Linked DNA regions of Gossypium hirsutum: region 1 is linked to region 2. Evidence: chromatin contacts called from public Hi-C data. All regions are on one chromosome and are shown on one strand. Each heading gives the region's core, a stretch centred on a gene start, on an enhancer-like site or on the middle of the called end of the contact. The rest is flanking DNA. Distances are from core to core; before and after follow the strand shown.

Region 1 (2,700 bases), core at 95-2,594, 140 kb after region 2:
TTAAAAGCATAGCCCATGTAGTTCACACAAGAACACTTTGCATACATATCTATAAGAGTATTTCCAACCTGCAAATCTAAATCAAATCCATTTTTTATTGCATAAGCATGCAATTCCATACCATTCAATAGGTAACCCAATCGCCCACAAGCTACCAGGATGCTTATTACTGTAACCTGGTCAGGTTTTTCACCAGCATTCTGAAAATCATGGAAGAAATGCAAAGCTTCACTGCACATACCATTTTGGATAAACCCAGTAAGCACAGAATTCCAGGCTACTTTATCCTTTTCTTCCAATTTGTTAAAAGTTCTTACAGCCTCACTCATCTTACAACACCTGACATACATAGCAACCAAAGCACCAGCAACATAAGCATCAAGAAGCTGAGCTGATTTCAACACAGCAGCATGTATCTCCTTACCTAATTTCCTAAAGGAATAATCTTCACAAGCCTGAAGACAAGCAACAACAGTGTAAGTATTAGAGTCAAGACCAGCCTTTTGCATTTCCCTGAAAAGTTCCAATGCTTCCATAGATCTTCCATTTGAAGAATATGCTGAAATTATAGAATTCCATGAAACTACATCGTCTTTTTGGTCTATTCTCCCGAATAATCTCCTTGCTCCAAAAAGATCATCACATTTGGCATACATAGCAACTAAAGAATTGACAACACAAACAGTAGAATCATACCCAAACTTGACAGCCAGACCATGAATTTCAGACCCTAAATAGAGATTTTTTAGCAAACCACTAGCTTTAAGCAGAGAAGGAAAACTATAAGCATCAAGAGAAACTCCCAAAACCCGCATTTCTTTATAGGTTTGAAGAACTTCAAAAGGTTTCCCATTTGAAACATAAGCTCCAATCATAGCATTCCAAGTAAAAATACTTCGTTGACCCATTTGATCAAACACTTTCTCGGCATTCCGAACTGACCCGCATTTCCCATACATAAACACAAGCTTAGTAGCTAAAAACACGGATTCAGAGACGGAACAAGACTTTATCATGTGGGCGTGAATTTGTAGCCCTTGAGAAAGAGCTTTCTTTTGAGCACAAACTTCAAGAACCGGGGCATAAGTCTCGTCCGGGTGATCATTGGATGAAACTGGGAGCGATTGAAATGCTTCCTTGAGGTTTCCTCGAAGGCAAATATCCTTTAAAGTATGGGTTTGGATGGGTTTACGAGAAAAAGATGGGATTTTGAGAGTAGGGTTTATTTGTGTTTGGATTAACATAGGGGGGTGAGCGAAAATTGAAGAGCAATTATTAGTGTGCAGATGAGCCAAAGAAGCGGGCATTAGAGGGAAAGCGCAGGAGAGGACGACGCTCAGTGTAGGATAAGACTGCAGTCGCATGATCAATGGTATTGTTATGGAAAAACATTTTCAATTGATTAATATAATAAATAATAATTGTCAAAATCACAAGCCGTCTTAGCTCAGCCGGTAGAGCGCGTGGCTTTTAACCACGTGGTCGTGGGTTCGATTCCCACAGACGGCGTTTTGTTGATAATTTCATTAGCTCAATTTTAAATTTTCTTGTTGTCTTTTAAGATCTGGTCACGTGGAGAAGAGAGAGAAGAGAAAAAGGAAAAATAGAACATTCTTTTGACGGTTTTTTTTTCTTTTATGTTTAAAGTTAAAAGGTTAATATTTGATATATTGGTTGTGCATTTTTTTATTTTATAAATAGTTTTAAAAAGTTATTATGTGTTTCTTTTTAAATATATATTTTTAATATTTCACTATACTTTATAGGATACCTCTCAACTCCTTAATCCTACTGTGGAGTCTAAAAACTCCACTACTAGTGTATTAAATATTTTCTTTTAAAGTATTAAGGTAAACTACAAGAATAGCCATCCAACTATATCTTTAGTTCTATTTTAGCCACTCTACTATTATTATTTTTATTTAACCACTCAACTTTTCGAAATTAAATATTTTAATCACTCTCCAATTAGATGTCGTTATTAAACGAGTGATGAAGAACTAATGTGGGCCATTTTTATTGGCCTAATAACAAATTTAGCCTTACAATTTTTACACATTCTATCAACTTGATCATAAATCTAAAAAACTCAACAAATAGTCTTCAATGTTTACAAAAATTTGTCATTTTAGTTCAAAGTCTAAAAATTCAATAAATTTAGTCTCAAATTTACAAAACTTGTCAATTTAGTTTGTAACACCCCTCACCCAATCCAAGTAAAAGATGTTACATTTAAACATTAAACTCACCACTTAAACATATTCTTGTTTCATTACAATCAAGGTAACTTATAGAACAAAACATTATTATTCATACATAATTCACTTTTTTTTTACTAATAAACCTTAGTACATGCTAAACTAAAACCCAAAATATATATACCAAATGCCTTGAGCTTGAAGCCTGAGGACTGATGTGATTCGAACTGAAGTAGCAATCCTCAACTCTTTTCAAAACTTATCTATCACCTATGCATTTAAAACAAATGCGTTAAGCTACATGAATAGCTAGTAAGTACTTAACTAGATTCAATCTTACCATTTTGATATATATACAATTCAAATAATATTTTAATAATATTTATTCACATAGTTTCTTTCACTAATATACTTAAACTTTCAATTCATTTTCCAAAACATAAAATCATTTAAATTAATTTTGTAACTTATAGTTTTTACTTTGACACATATAGTCACTAAT
Region 2 (2,700 bases), core at 147-2,646:
AGGAGAATCGCGAGCATAAATGATCGGAAGGGTCCTTAAGCAAGGAACATTGAGGTGGATCAACGGAGAATGAGGGAACCTGATTGAGGGCTGTTTGATAGAGGGTCTCTGCATAGGAAGAAAACAGGAATGTGGGATTTTGGAAATCGGTGCAATAATTATGGTAATGCTGATTGGATTCCAACTGTTATCAGATTAGAAGTTTATTTTAATTTTCTGTTTAGTTTTAATTCGTCTATTTCTTTGGTAATAATTTTAAGTTTTTGCCACTGTTGGGTTTTGTATTTATTTTTTGGTGGGCTTGTGGATTTATTAGCCCATTTTTATTTTTTTTTCATTAATATATCAGTCTGATTTTTCAAAAAAAAAAGATATGTGCAACTTAACAAGCAAATGTCTCTAAAATAGTAATAAATTTAACAATAAAATAAAAGTTATACAATATCTAAATAATAACAACAAAATAGCAGCAACATAATTGTAAAATAGTAACAAAATAGTGAAAAAGCCAACAATAAAATAACAACAAAACAATAAAAATAAAAAATAATAATTGCAATTTTTTTTTCTTTTGCATATTCAGGCCGGGCTCAAGCCAAAAAAGCTTTACCCAAGGCCCGAAATCCTCTCATTTTTTGAGCGGGCCTTCAAGCTGGGCTAGGTGGCCTAGCCCATGAACAGGTCGACATGTAAGTTATCACGCCAACAATGTTAAAATTTAATGTTTTAATCATCATTTCCTTTAGAAAAAAAATGATACGACTCTTTTTGAAATGTTGAAATGTTGATGGCTAAATTTAGCTTTTAAAAAGTAAGAGTCACTTAAAAAACATATAAACATTAATAACTAAATTTATTATTATATCATTTTTTTATTTTGTAAACCGAAAATCGGTTCAAATATATTTAAATTATAATAATCCAAATTTAATAAAATTAAACCGGATTAAAAATAATTTTTAAATTTTTTTTAATTAGATATTTAGCCCTACTTACGAGCACAAGTAAAATTTTTATTTAGGGGATGGAATTTGAAAATCTTCAAAACCATGGAAAAGATATGATAAGGGCATTTGTTATTTTACGTCATACATATGCAACAAAGTCCAAAATGCCCTTATGGGAAATGACCTTTTTGTCAAGCTTTGAAGTAATTTTCAACTATAAACTATTTCTAAGTTTAAAGAGGAGAAGCTAGTTTATTGCTGTCAATGTAGCATTAATTTCAAATAACAATGATTTTTTAAAAATATAATATAATCAAAGTCCAAATAATCATGATGGAATTTATGCTTAATCATGATTTTGTACAGGAATTAAAGACCTGTTTTTTTAATGGTCTCATAAGGCACGTCCATTCTGAGGTTGTAATGAAATCTATGGTCCGACACGGCAAAGATTTTGTCTAAAACTATGAATTATCCCCATCATTTTTTTCTTCAAAAATGAGTTGATCTTTGATTAGTAGGTTTTTTTTTTACTTAAATAATAATCAAAAGAGAGCGCAAGATAAACCAATTTTGCGTAAGGATGTGGTCATGATCGCAACTAAACTGCGTCCTGTTCGTTTTCATTTCTTCACTTTTACTCTCAGGTCAGTCCCATTCAATTAATTAAAAGTTTTCAATTGAATTGGAACTCCTTTTCAATTTCTAATTTTGTTTTTTATTTATTTATTATAGTTCATAATTTTAGGATGTTCAACTCTGGGTAAGTGCTAGTTCTTTTAATTATTTCAGTTTCCTTTTTTCTGGGTGTTTTTGAGGATTGCAAAACCATGGGTTGATTGATGTTTTTGAAAACTGTTGGCTGAATGAGTTCATATGAGTTTGGTTTGCAGAATGTTCCCTGTTTGTAGCATCAATCTTATTTTTTCTAATTAGCTTTGATTATATCTCTATATAAGCTAGTTTCATGGAGTTCTTGAAGATTACAATTTTCATATTTTGCAATTGAATGTTTTGGGAATTAGACCCCCAAAACGGGATAAAACTCTCTCCACTGTTTTCTTTCCATCCACAAGATTCGATCTCAAAATTTTGCTTGGCATTGAGCTCCTTTCCACTCGACTCAGGATCACTCTTAGATCTCTTTTAGCAATCACAATATCATAGTGGTATTAACTTTGTTTTATATTTAAGTCTTGTTTTTCAGGATCAAGCATAATAAGAGTTCAAAAGAAAAATGAAGTTCAGAAAAGGGAACTTGGTGGAGGTTTTGAGAAGAGAAGATGATCCATGTGGTTCCTGGTTTACTGGTAATATTCTTTCAGCAGATGGTGACTACTATATTGTTAGGTACAAACTGTTTACAGACTGTGAAGGCAGACGGGTGGTGGAGACGGTGAAAGGGAAGGACGTTAGACCATTGCCTCCATATGTAAACCGGAAGAATTGTGTAATGGACCTTAACCCTGCCCCTATGCCAAGCACAAGCAACAATGAAGATCCACCTGGCAAACCGTTAGGAAGTAACAGACCCCAACGGGAGAAAAGGACACCTGTGGTCCTTCGTGGATACTTGGTGGGCTAGCCACAATTTAGGTACCATTCGGATGAATGACATTGGGTATTGTTGTATAAATAAGGGTAGGTATTACCAGGTGAGGCATGATATCACTTTTTAGCAATAGCTGCTACCTCTCTTCTTCCCTCAGCTGTACTGAGTTTTCTATTCCCTTCTTAATCCTTCCTTTCTGTC

What was found. Hi-C and Micro-C count contacts between places; a contact is called where the count stands out from the background.
Region 1: a Hi-C map of leaf shows a contact between it and region 2, with 1.6 times the contacts expected there. The contact joins the promoter of LOC107915329 here to the promoter of LOC121220260 in region 2. A contact is called at or near these places in 2 of 34 Hi-C or Micro-C datasets (callus and leaf).

Annotation. Positions count from the first base shown.
Region 1 is chrD08:9,378,082-9,380,781 of Gossypium_hirsutum_v2.1, forward strand. It overlaps LOC107915329 (pentatricopeptide repeat-containing protein At3g63370, chloroplastic), which reads right to left and starts at 1,345. Exons shown (of 1, transcript XM_016844496.2): 1 at 1-1,345. The coding sequence starts at 1,307. TRNAK-UUU (transfer RNA lysine (anticodon UUU)) reads left to right here and starts at 1,437; the gene lies at 1,437-1,509.
Region 2 is chrD08:9,242,026-9,244,725 of Gossypium_hirsutum_v2.1, forward strand. LOC121220260 reads left to right here and starts at 1,397. Exons shown (of 2, transcript XM_041099804.1): 1 at 1,397-1,594; 2 at 2,142-2,700. LOC107915283 (a long non-coding RNA gene) reads right to left here and starts at 176. Exons shown (of 4, transcript XR_001689245.2): 1 at 1-176.